2 separate regions of the Mus musculus genome follow, and region 2 is linked to region 1. The links are chromatin contacts, called in public promoter capture Hi-C maps. All regions are on one chromosome and are shown on one strand. The core of a region is the stretch at or near the end of the contact, and the rest is flanking DNA. Distances in the headings are between cores, read along the strand shown. Region 1 holds the start of H4c11 (H4 clustered histone 11). Region 2 holds the start of Zfp184 (zinc finger protein 184 (Kruppel-like)).

Evidence for each region. Capture Hi-C pulls out chosen DNA fragments and counts their contacts.
Region 2: a promoter capture Hi-C map of liver shows a contact between it and region 1. The contact joins the promoter of Zfp184 here to the promoter of H4c11 in region 1. A contact is called at or near these places in 2 of 39 promoter capture datasets (the HPC-7 cell line and cranial neural crest), 1 of 484 Hi-C or Micro-C datasets (pre-B cells), 2 of 115 datasets of contacts at active chromatin or transcription factors (effector CD8 T cells and pancreatic cancer cells) and 2 of 9 other capture datasets (adipose tissue and liver).

What each region holds. Positions count from the first base shown.
Region 1 is chr13:21,733,659-21,740,119 of GRCm38.p6, reverse strand. It overlaps H4c11 (H4 clustered histone 11), which reads right to left and starts at 5,086. Exons shown (of 1, transcript NM_178210.2): 1 at 4,664-5,086. The coding sequence starts at 5,024. The coding sequence ends at 4,713.
Region 2 is chr13:21,942,345-21,949,622 of GRCm38.p6, reverse strand. It overlaps Zfp184 (zinc finger protein 184 (Kruppel-like)), which reads right to left and starts at 4,529. Exons shown (of 6, transcript NM_183014.1): 1 at 4,424-4,529; 2 at 3,824-4,067; 3 at 2,553-2,620. The coding sequence starts at 3,830.

The sequences.
Region 1 (6,461 bases), core at 3,837-6,336:
CCATCCCTTTTCTCTGTATTTTATTATACTCCCTCGACTTCTCCCTATTTTCTCTCATGGTGTGCTTATAACCAGGCTCTTAGCCTCCATTAAACAGACCTTGACAACTCTTTGCTTGATCTCGCTTCCCTTTCTCCACCCGTTGCTCTTGCAGGACTCCGTCCTCCTTGACCCACGGAATAACTAAGTCCTGCTGGACGGGACAATATCCATGGTAAGAATTAATCCTGAGATAAAGTCTCCTTTGTACCTTGTCTAGTAGAGCTCACCATGTAAACCCCTGTGGGCCACCTTTAGGAATTTTACCTACTAGCCTTTCACCTATGCTAACTTGAGAGTCTTAGGGCTTCTCTTGCTGCACTGAAATATCACGACTAAAAAGCAAGTTGGGGGGAGAAAGAATTTATTTGGCTTACACTTCTACATTGCTGTTCATCACCAAAGGAAGTCAGGACAGGAAGTCATACAGGGCAGGATCCTGGAAATGGAGGCTGCTGCAGAAGCCATGGAGAAATGCTTTCCTACAGAAACCAGGATTAGTAACCCAGGGATGGCACCGCCCACAAAGGCTGAACCTGCCCGCATTGATTGTTAATTGAGAAAATGCCTTACAGCTGGATCTCATGGAGGCATATATATATATATATATATTTTTCCATCTGAGGTTCCTTCCTTTGTGAGGACTCTTGCTTGTTGTCAAGCTGACACACAAAACAAGCCAATTGTTTTGTCAACTCGACATACAAACACATCACCACTAAGCTATAACCCTTCCTTTCTTATTCACCCTGTCTAGGGGCTTGCTTTGCCTTGAGTTTGGTTTAGGTCTAGAGGGGAGCCTTGACTGACATCAGATTTGTCTTGCCTGATATTTCCTTCAGAGAAAAATCAGACAATAAAGGATTAATTTTCTTAGTTGTAAAAGGCAATATTTCAAGCAGTGGGGCTGACCTCAGCTGAGGTAAACTCTTGAGAATCTGAGGACTCAAAGTTCTCAGCTTCAACAGGGTCCTCCCACACATCCCCACCCCATGTCATAGGATCCCATCCTTTGCCAACAAATGCCCTTACTTTACCTGCTGGCCCCTCTGAGACTGAGGCTTGGATTTCTGCTGTAATCCAGGCAACCTTACAATGAGAGCTTTGGTTTGATGTTCTGCGACTCAAGCTCTATGGCTGTTGGAGAGAAGATTCTCTTTACTTAAAAACCTTTACATTGTTTGATTTGCATCTGGAGCTCATGGAGATCAGTCCGACCCTTTATCAGTTTATCCAGAAATGCTAAGAGCAACTAAACAGCAAAAGCATTTTCCTCCCCCCTCCCCTCCCCCCCTCAACCCAAACCGTAGAAAGTTTCATATATCTGGTCACCAAATCTATTACCACACACAACCGATGATCAAGATAATCAAAGGCATTTACCTCTTTAAGTTTGAATTATAGTTTCCACCATAGGCTTTCAATACGCTCTGAGCTCCCAGGAGAGAGAGACTGAGTGATAGGTTTCTTCAGTAGCTGACGGTGCTGGCAAATTAAAAGCCTATTCCAAACACTTAAAAGATTCATCCTTATACTTCTACTCCTCTATAACTAGTTCTGGTACCACTTCTCCTGCTACCAGGGTTCTCTAGAGTCACAGAGCTTATAGAATGTCTCTCCCTATTTATAGGTTTTTTTTCTTTCTTTCTTTTTTTTTTTTTTTAAATAACTTACAGGGTTCAATCCAACTGATCTAACAATGGCCAGCTGTGAATAAATATTACAGGAATCTAGTAGTTGCTCAGTCCCACAAGGCTGGGTGTTTCAGCTGGTCTCCTATATAAGCTGGAATCCAGATGAAGTATGCTCCAACAGATATGCTTATAAACAGGCATAGAAGAAAAAAATAAACCCTTCCTTTTTCTATTGTCCTTATGTAGGCTTTCAGCAGATGGTATGGTCTAGTTAAAGAGTGCTTCAAGATCTGGATTAAAGGTGTGTGTTGATACAGATTAAGACTGTGTGTCATCCCACATCAAGACCTGGATCAAACACTTGTGTCTCCCAGCCTCCATATCTGGAGCAAAGGCTACAGGTCACAGGTCTGCCCTCCATTTCTGGATTGTAGTTCATTCCAGATATAGTCAATCTGACAAACTGACAATCGAGAATAGCCATTACACTCTCCCAGAAAGTAATTAGAAAAATACATTTCCTTCGAAATACTCCCAATTAAGTATTCAGAAATACACCAACAGCAGCAGCAGCAGCAGCAACAAAAATCCAAGACCTCTGCAACAAAAGCTTTAAAATAGTGAAAAAGGAAAGCATAGTGAAATGAGTAGGGTAGTGCTGTGTTGGTCCTGACTCTATTTTCTGTCTGTGTAGACACTTCTCTGCTTCTACAGTGGCTTTGTCTACCTTGGGAACACATTTGCATTGACAATGATCCTGACCACTGTCCAGATGTATTAACCAAAGTAGTTAATGTTTGTACAAGCAAAACATAAACTCAAACAACTGTTAAAGAGATAAGTCAAAATGGTCATGTTTGTTCTTCCTGAACAGCTGGAAGCCTACTCCGACCCTCACATAAGAGTGATATAATTGTGGTCTTTTGCTTCTAAGTACATAGTTCTCTGAGTTTCCAACACCAGGAGACTTTCTTGGTTGCTGTCCAAAAAATAAACCTTTAATTTGGCCTTATATGTATAATTATGATGGTTTGTAACTTTCTCACTTAAAATATAACAGAAAATAGTAGAAAGTGAAAAAAAATTTTTATACAGAAATAATACTATAAAATATCTACAATTAATATACAGAATTAATGCAATACCTATGAAACTGTCCATGTCACATTTTACAAGCTTAGAAAAAATAATGCAAAAATCCAATAGAAACAAAAAAGAGCCAAAGCAATTGTAATGAGTAAGAAGAACGCTAATGTCATCACCTTACCTCAAGTTGTACATAGAGCTATAGTGATAGAGACAGCCTGGTGCTGGAATTAAAAACAACAACAACAACAACAACAACAACAACAAAAAGCAGAAAATCCAGTGGAATAGAATAGAGGACCTAGAAATAAAAAGGCAAAGCTATACCCACCTAATTTTTGTCCTAAAGTGGGAAAAACATGCTTTGGGGAAAGCCTGGCCAACATTGCTGGTAGAACTGGATTTCTGACTGTGGAAGACTGGAAATGAATTTGTATCTTTCATCTTGTGAAAAACTCAGTTCAAAATGGGTCAAAGCCCTGAAACATTTAAACTTTTAGAAGAACACAAAGGGAATGCCCCTGAAGATACTGTGGTAGGGAAAAATTTTTAAATAGAATAAAAACAGCACAGGATCTAAGGTCAAGTTTCAACAGATGGTATAACATGAAAAGTTTCTCTACTGCAAAGCAAACAATCAGAACAGCAAATGGACAACCTACAAAATGGGATCAAATCTAGGCTAGCTCTGTATAAGACTGGAGATTATGTCCAGGATTTACAAAGAACTCAGGAAGTGAATGCTAGAAAAATGAAGCTGCTGATCAGCACATAACTTGAATCAATAGTTTTCAAAACAAAGGTAAGTGGTCAGTGACTATTGTTAAGTGCTCAACAATAATCCAAGACATCAGGGATATGCAAATTAAAACTATTTAATGTGTGAAGTGGTTTGAGATACCACTTCAGTTAGGATGAAAGCCATCAACAAATGTTGGCAAGGATGTGGAGGGAACTCTGATTTACTGGTATTGGGGTGCGGGGTGGGGTACAAATCAATACAGCCACTGTGGAAATCAGTTCGGATATTCTCAAAAAATTAAAAATAGAACTCCAATATGACAAAGTTATTTTAAACCTGAGCATATATTCAAAGAATATAGAGAATCATAGAGATATTTTTTTACCTCAATGTTAATTACTGCTTTATTCACAATAACAAAGAATTGGAATCAACCTAGTTGCCCATCTACAGAGAAATGGATAATGAAAAATTTGTTAATCAAGCAAACATACATAAATATTACTCATCTCTAAAGAAAAATGAAGTCATAAAACATGCAGGAAAATACATGGAATTAGAATGTGTATTAAGCAAAACCACATGCTCTCTCCCATGTGGAACAGACTAAACGCAAGCATTGGACAACTTAAATTGTTTCTATTGACATTTATGTGGAAGTGTAAACGTAGTAACAGTGTACCTTCATTAACTGTTGACTCTTGGCCGTTTTATGATTTATTAATTAAAGTTTTATGGCTTATAAAAACTCAATTCAGAAATTCACACCTCCCCCATATTGGCAGTTTTATTCAGAATTTTATTGCATCCGAGACAGCATAGTTTATAAAGCCAGATCAACCTCATTCTACACAACTGAATGTACAAATCCTGAACTTAAGTGGTCTGTCGCAAGGTATGAAATGACTTAAGTAGGGAAGCATCCTTAAGAGGTGGAAGCAGAAAAATGGGCAAGTATAATAAAACTGCCTAGAACAAATAAAAAGAGTGAAACCATGTGAACACCTAGTGAACTCACCACTTGACAGGACTATTCAGCTTTCCTAGCATTGTTCCGCATGCAAATTAAGCACATACATGTTCGTTCTGATTGGACAACCTGTTACGAGCCGTTTTCACTCCAGTTCTCAGTTAACAAGCGTCAGCTCTTCTGTAAAAGATGTGGTGGTCCTGAAAAGGACCTTTAGGGAAATATAGTGTAAGCGAGCAGCTTAGCCGCCGAACCCGTAGAGGGTGCGGCCCTGGCGCTTGAGCGCGTAGACCACGTCCATGGCGGTGACGGTCTTGCGCTTGGCGTGCTCCGTGTAGGTGACGGCGTCGCGGATCACGTTCTCCAGGAACACCTTCAGCACACCGCGGGTCTCCTCGTAGATGAGGCCGGAGATGCGCTTCACTCCCCCGCGCCGGGCCAGGCGGCGGATGGCGGGCTTCGTGATGCCCTGGATGTTGTCGCGCAGCACTTTGCGGTGGCGCTTAGCGCCACCTTTACCGAGCCCTTTCCCGCCCTTACCTCTGCCAGACATGACTGCACTCAGGACAGCTCAGAACAGAGATGCTGACCGGGAGCCTGAGCGCCGTCTTTTTATACTGTAGCGGGCGGACCGAAATGAGAACCTGCAGGGAGGAGGCGGGAAGTTGCGCCCGCGGCCGTGGGGGAGGGGAAGACTTACCAAAAAGAAAAAGGGCGCCTTTTGTTTCCCTGTCTGTGCTTTCTGAGGGAACTAGCTCCTCACGCCCTTTTAAGAGTTTGGAGAATCGAGCGCACAATCAGTACACTGATTGCACAAAATACAGAAAGCCAAGCGGCCCCTTAACAACCGGTAACCCCGTCCAGAGAGGACACTGCAGGCGGCTGCTAAGGCGCTTTGGTGCTCAGTACACACTTTCCACCGTGCAAACCGTGCTCTGAATTACCTTGTGTTCCTTCTCTATTGTAACCGCATTTCAATTTTTTTTTTTAGTTCAAACTTCCAAAAGGCCATTTTAATATGTTTATAAGAATTTATAGAAACCTTTAAGCCGATTTCAGTTCACAGTTTGCTTGGACCCCTGCTCACACCACACAATCTGGGAAACCCTGTCTGCTGTCCTTCCCTCAACCCCATATGCTTGGAGAAAACTTCAGGCTAACATGTCATCACCCTCACCTAAGAGTTTCTGGCAACCAACCCTGGCTTGGAAAAGGGCAAGACAGGGTCTAAACACTATCTCAGTCGCCCTTGGGGTGCCTACTTCAAAATTTATCCAAAGTGGGCTGGAATCCAAAATGCCTGACTTTCCTTTGTTCTTTGGTCTGCCCTCAGTACACGCTGACCCGTCTGGATGGCCACTAGAGGGCACTCTTGACTATAACATCCTTCGTGATCTTGAAATTTTCTGCTGGTTTAAGAATGGTCTGGACTCCCTTTGTTCACGTTTTGGGGGAACTGAATTCTTGTCCCTCCGTCTGTAGTGCTCGATGGCTTAGGCCAAGGTTGCAGCATTTTCAGACATACAGGGACTCAGACCTCGAGCAACCGTCATCTGAATCACTGGGTCTCCACCCCTTCTCTTCTTCTCTCCCCCTCCTACACACTAAGTGCTTTGTCTAGTGGACAGCCTTCTTCTCTGCACCCAGGCCTTTCTCCTATTCCACCTAATCCTTTCCCAATCCCACCCCACCTCCCCCACCCCCCCCCCCCAAAAATCACATACTCTGCTTACTGAAGTCTTCTTGCCTATACCAATGCCTTCTGTCTTCCCCTCTGAGCTAAAGGCCATGCACAATTAGCCTCTTCCCCTTACCCACCTTCTTCCCCTCCTCCCTGCTCCTCCTTCTTCTTTACAGGTTCCACTTATAGGTTAACCCTCTCCCCTTTATCCACTTCCACCCTCCCTGCCTACTCTGCTTCCTGCCTCTACTTCGTTGCTGACACCCACACCCTGGCCCCATCCACACTGGCCTACTACCCCTGGAATCT
Region 2 (7,278 bases), core at 3,280-5,779, 210 kb before region 1:
ATAGGTAAAATTAATAAGATCCACAGAAGCAAGTCAGGTGATACACTAAAAGCAGTACTAGTATGTCCACCTTTTGAAAATTTTCAAATAGACCTTACCCGTAGGATTGGTATTAAGAATAAAATAAATGTTCCTTGTGGTGGGTGGTAATGTACTCATTGGCAGAGCATGAGAAAGGTCCTAGGTCCAATCCTCAGCACCAAAAACAAAGCCAAAAAGCAAAATAAAAACACACCTTTCTCCCTGTGAAGTGCTTAATGTGGGCATGTAAGTGCTCATTCTACCGACCAATGCTGTCATGGTTCTTCCTCCTTATCTCTGAGTTCTAAGATACAGCAAGTACTATATTATAACTGCTGTAATCAATAATGTTTTAATATCTATAACGTGTAGGACCATCCAACAACTTTATGACAGACTTGCACTATTACATTTCTTTCTGGGAGGGGGGAGAGAGGGAAGGAGACAGGGTTTCTCCAAGTAGCACTGGCTGTCCTGGAACTCACATTGTAGATAAACCATGCTGGCCTCAAACTTAGTGATCCACCTGCCCCTGCCTCGATCTCTACCCTCTGTCCCCTGTAGAGCCTCTGAGCCTCCGCACCTCTGCTTCTGCCTCTGTTGGGATTAAACCCATGTGCCAACAGCACCCAACTGCCCTATTACATTTCAATGGACACCAAAATATAAAGGAACCAAACCAGCATCATATTGTGGAATAAAATTCAGTAAGAAGAAAACAGCTCAAAATAGGTCCATGCTCCAGGCTTTGGTGGCGCATGTCTTTAATCCCAGCACTTGGGAAGCAGAGGCAGGTGGATTTCTGAGTTCAAGGCCAGCCAGGTCTACAGAGTGAGTTCTGGGACAGCCAGGACTATACAGAGAAACCCTGTCTAAAAAAAAATTGGCCCGTACATCTACAGGCTGGATAGGATTAAGCAGTTTTCACATTAAGATTCAATGGTCAGTAAATCATATCATGCTTAACTACTAGCCAATAAATAAAAATAAATAGAGATCGTTATACCTTTACAACATTAACAAATATTCCTGTTGGTTTAAAGATTACATTGTGGGGTTGTTTGAGAAAGTCTTGCTATAGTCTTGGCAGGCCTCTGCCTCCCAAGTGGTAGGATTAAAGACCTATGCTTCTCCCAGCTTCACTTTGAATTTTTGGCCTCTTTATGTTTTTGAGCAAACTAAGCTTAAAATAATTAATTACAATAATAGGAAACTAACATATATTGAGTACTTTACCCAATGTGAGCAAATTTACATTCCTTTACAGTACACTCTGATCATTAATAAGATGGATCATTCTCTGAACAAAAGCCAAAATAAATCTTAATAAAAGAAAAAAGATTCAAGTCAGGAGAAGTATGTTCTCTGACTATATGTTCACTCACTACCTGGAACATGACAACTGTTTTATGAACCTTCATGTATGTTGAAACTTATCCAATTGGAGTTGTCTCTCTCCATCTGTGGATTCAATCAACTGTAGATAAAATACATTCAAAGAACATGCACAGATATTATTCTTGTCACTATTCCCTAAACAACAACGTAGAACAACTGTATAGAATTTCTAGTGTATTTGCACAGTATTTACCATGTGTCTAGAGATGGTTAAAGTAACCTGAGAATGTGGATAGATTATATGCAGACACTGTGCCATCTTGTGTAAGGACATTGAGGATCCACATATTTTGCTGTTAGGGATCCTAAAACCACTTCCTCAGGATACAGAGGAGTGACACTGTGGTTTAAAATGCATGCAGTTTATCATCACAATATTCCTTGATAAAAAACAAAGTGATGCTAACAGCACTTAAGCTGAAATTGGGAAAAACTGAAAAAAGACATCTTAAGGTTAAGTACGGTCGATGGAAAATTTTTCCTACAGGTGACCTACAGAATAAAGCCTTCACACGTCTCATTAAGTATTTGAGTTCTTTCATAGTCTTACCTCATTCAATTTTATTTTATTTTTTAACGTTTTCAAAGTAAGCCATCTCCTCCAAATCTTTCTGATTCTGTGACTATTACCAGTGCTCATCTGCACACCTACACTCTGCTCCTCACACGTCTTACTCAAATATTCAAATCTCACTTGTCCTCGAGAGAATATAATTCTACGTCCTTCATGTAACTCTCTGTCCTCTGCAAACCATACATCTCTCTCCATTCCCTAAGTTCTGCAGCACTCACTTCACCTTTGTACTCCTCCTGCTTTGACTTTTATTGGCCAATTTACTGTCAAATAAAGACTTATGCTGTGCTGCTGCTGCTGCCTCTCCTCCTCCTCCTCCTCCTCCTCCCTCCTCCCTCTCCCTCCTCCCCCTCCCCAGCAGTGTTACAAGGCACTGGGTAAGAGGTAAGTGGTGAATGACTGCTGAAGCTGTTGAGGCCGAGCAGGACCCAGGTGAGATCACAGGACAGATGAGAGCCCAGAGAAAGCTCACCAACAATGATTTGGGAGTCCACATACTTGACAATAAAAACACATTATTCTGAGAAGGGACATGGCACTTGGGAAAATCTCAACTTACCCGAAAACTAGATGGTAGGAGTAGGGGACGTCCCTCGTGGAGACTGGCAGAGTCTGCAAAGGACAGACCTAAAAAGGAAGAGGCCAGGCTAAATATGACCAGATCTGCTGCTGCCAGCAATCCAGAAAAATGTTTTACTTTTCTTCCTGGAAATAACAACTATGTCTCCCCTTCCTTTATATGTCAGAATCCCCCAACCCCCTAAAAGGTTCAACTGAGGCCTCTGTACCATCCTGAGAAGGCTCAGCAGAAACAAACAAACAAACAAACAAACACACAAACAACAAAAACCAAACTCTGCCTTAATATTCATCTTTGTCTCTTGACACTTCACATGGTTCATACAGAGAAATGTGAAGTCCTCATTGATGAAGCAAGGCACTCTTGCTGAGTCCTCTCTGCTTCACATAAAGCATGAGTAAACAGTAGGGTATAATAGTGCATGCCTTTAATCCCAGCACTAAGGACGCAAAACCTTGTGGGTCCCAGTGAGTTTATTCAGTGACACTCTCCCATACCTAACGAAAGTAAAGACATGCAAGCACACACTTATACACATAAAACAAAATCTTTTTAAAAAAATTAACAAAAATGTGATAAGGGAAAGATAGTAATAGATCATACTCTTAGGTATTTTTAAAAGGACATTTAAAGAACTGTTTAGTTTTAGGCATTGCAATGTAAGAAATATGCTAACTAGGAAAAGACTACTCAAAGAAGTCTAGCGATCTTATATGGACCTATCATAGGAAATGAGACTTAGGCTGCTTGACAGGGAACTTAGGAGTTCTAACAGCTGAATTCACAGGTAACGGCATCATTGTAAAATTACTGACAGTATCTGGTGCTTTTAAGATCTACACACAGGTTACAGGACTAGGCACTGTTAGTAAAAGGAACTAAAAAACAAGGAAACATTTGCACCCAAATGGTGAGTTTAAGTCCACACACACACTTGCACCAGAACAAGCTTGAAAAAATTGCTTTCTGCAAGATATTTCAAAACTAATCTTTGCAATAAGTTAAAACACCTTTTTTTTTCTGACTAAAGTTTTCTATTCGGAAATGTAATAAAAGAGAAATGTCAAGAGGATCAGATATTCTGAACTGTTGTTCCTTTTCAAATTCTGATGTCCAGAACTCAGAATTAATTCTTTCAAGCCTCTTTCGATGATGTAATTAGGTTTCTTTACCCCTGGCCACATTACTTCTTCCTCCCACCTCTCAGTTCGCCATACACCAGTCCTCTCTGCCCTGGCCATTGCCATTACCTGCCATCCCAGGAGCTCTACGTCTTCCGCTAGAACTTGGACACGTGGATACCTGGGCAGCTTCAGTTTGGGACTTGGATGTCCCGCTCTCCTTCCAGAGTAGGTGTCTTATGCTCTACGAGACTGGCCTACCAGGCACAGGATACACTCTGCAGCACGCGTCTTACAGTCGCACCTCAGACTCGTACAGAGTAGCCAAGAGGTCCTGTCCAAGATCGGACGTGCACAGGGGAAGTTTGGATTGCTACAAGAAACAAAAAGTGAATAGGGAGCGAACAGCTCTGCCTCGCTGCAGTAGAGACTCTGGGCGCCCACCTAGTCTTGGCCACCCGCCCTCCACAGGGTCTGCGATCTCCCACTTTCCCAGGCGGCCAGACACACCTGTTGCGGGGCACACCAGAAAGGCGGGCTGCTCCGCATTTTGCTGGCCCGGCCCAGAACAAAGGAACAAAGCCTTGGGGAACCCGCGGTCCCCGGCAACGCCGAGGGGAGGCGCGCCCCCTTCCCTGACTCCCCGGCTTCCTCCCGCGCATGCCGCACTACGCGAGCCCGCAAGGTGACGTCACACACCCAAGGCGCTGGTGGTTGCCATGGTGATACCTGGACTCCAGTCTTGTGACGCACTCCAAGGATCCTGGATCCAGATGACCTGGGATGGTCATCAAAACTCAGGCTGTGAGTTTACGCCGTGGGACGAGCCAAACGCCCACCCCTTTCCACGCCCACAGTCGGCTTAGCGGTCACTTCCGGTCGCGTAGACCCTTTCCCTTGGTTTCCCCCTCCCCGCAACACACAGGAGCGCCTCACCGGGGAACACAAAGGACCACAATTCCCAGAATGCAACGCGCAGTGTTTCTGAATTACTTTTCCCAGGTTTCCACAAATGCTGCAGTCCCTCCTGGTGGCTCGGGAGGTTGAACCTGCCTACCGTTTGTGTCCAGTGATTTGGATTGTGAGCAGAGGTGGCCATATATAGCGTTTGTAACCAATATTCACACACCCTCAGGGTTTTGGGCGGAGATGTTGGGGGCAGTACCATGCCCCTCAGGCTGGTCTCGAACTTGCTATATACATGTGGCTGGCCTTGAAATCCTGATCCACCTTCTCCACCTCCTAAGGATCTGACCTCCCCTCACAGAGAATTTCAAAATGCAAGCGTACATTTCATCGTTCAACCCTACTTTTATTACCTGGTTGGTCTGCATTCTCATTTATATGGTATTTGTCGTTTTGAAAATATTTTTTCGTTTTCATGTCTTCGAAAAACGACTCTCATTTTTTTTTTAAATACTAAAGAAGCCGGGAGAAGGTGATGGTACAGTATTTTACATACTGCACGTTTCCTTGCCTAGCACTTAAAGCATATCCATTAGTGCTCTAGACGAACACAGAAGATTGCAACAAATAGGTTTTTATGTTTCAAAGATGTGGCCCACTCATCTAAGGGCTTCTGTTCCTCCCCAGTTATTTGACAGAAGGGCTAAAGTGGCTCCCCTCCTTAGCTGAGAGCACCAGACCTGGAAATGATAATGCTACACATGAAAACTTTAAGGAAAGGGGATGATATTTAGAGAAATGGTTGCAACAAGACATTCGATAAAAAAGAGAATGCAAACAGCAATCATGTTTAGTTTTTTTTTTTTAATTGATTTTATGTGTCTGTTTGTGGGCATATGTGAAGGGACATGCTTTGGTGTCCAGAAAAGGATGTAGGAGCCCTTGGAACTAGAATTTATAGAAGACTGCATGCTTAGGACCAGACTTCTAACACTAGCTTTTCTGTTTGCTGGCTAGGAGCACCTCACAGGTTTTGGTTCTGGGAATGGGGCTCTGTTGAAATAAATGCCTGGACACATGAAAGTGACTTTGAAATTTGATTATGAGTAGAAGCTAGAAGAATTACTGAGTTATAGCATTTAAACTAAATTATTCTTAAAAGATGGATGCTGGGGATGGTGAGATAGCTCAGCGGGTAAGAGCACTAACAGCTTTTCAGGAGGTCCTGAGTTCAAATCCCAGCAACCACATGGTGGCTCACAACCATCTGTAGTAACATATGAGGCCCTTTTCTGGTGTCTAAAGACAGCTACAATGTACTTACATATAATAAATAAATTATTTTTTAAAAAGTCTCAAATGCCTTTAAAAAATGGATGCTATATAGACATTAGATTCTAGTGATGACTCAGATGGAAGTGAGGTGCATGGGAAACAGCTACAGTCATCTTTCATATATTCTCATGGTTAGGACAGTCAACCACATGTCTGTTTACTACACTGAAAAATCCAGACTGGGAGATATTTGAAAACTGTAATGACAATTTTGGAATTTTGGTTGTTTTTTTGTTTTTTTTTTTTTTTTTTTTTTTAAGAAATATAAGAATGTGTTCTAGTTTTAATCCCAGGTGTGGGATTACGAGGCTGCTTCAGACTGTCCAAAGCAGTTGATTATGATTTACCTCATGCTCTAGCAGAGGCATGGTTTTGCCAGCTGCAGATTGTTTCTGCAACTATGTGACGTTTGGGATTTTAGGAACCTTTCAAACGCTAGGGCACTGAGAGGTGGGGTTGGTGGTTGGTGGTCATTCAGATTGGTTGTAGTTTGTTAGTCATGCTCAAGAAGAAATAAGAAAAAAAATAGATTCAGATCTCTCCCTCTCCCCCTCCCCCTCTCCTTCTCCCTTCCCCTTCCCCCCCCCTCTCTTTCCTTCTTTCTCTCCTATCCAGTGATAGGGGATGAAACCAAGGGAATAAAGGGTGGGAAAAAGAAGAGTCCACAAGTAGCAAAGTAGCAAAGACCAGGTACAAAAAAACACTTGCCTATTAAAGTATTTGTACCAAAAATATAAAAAGAGCTTTTAGAAGTAGAGGAACAGGTGGTTCAGTGGTAGTTTTTGCTTAGTCCTGGTTTTAAAATCCAGCAGCAAAATAAACTGTTATTTTAATAATATTCTTAACAATGCTCAATAAACCATCCAATTTAGAAAATAGGCCAAACCTCAAAACTTTTAACACCTCACCAAAGATGATATTTACAGAATACAGAAATATGAACAGCACTCTACATCTTAGTGTCAGGGAAATGTGTATTAAAATAAAATCACACCGGCATACTCCTTACCAATGATCTAGAATTAGGACAGTGACACCAAACACTGAAAAGGATGTAGAACAAAAGGAGCTCTCCTGAACCTACAGCAAAGATGCAAGCAATACACCGTTCTGGAGGATGGTATAGCCATTCTTATAAAACTATTCATGCTCTTAGCTTCCATTCAGTAATCCTCACCGATTAGGTTTTTTTTTTGGGGGGGGGGGGGTTGAGACAGGGTTTCTCTGTATAGCTCTGGCTGTCCTGGAACTCATTTTGTAGACCAGGCTGGCCTCGAACTCAGAAATCCGCCTACCACGCCCGGCTAGTATTTCTTCAAATGAGTAAAAAGCTGACACCCAAA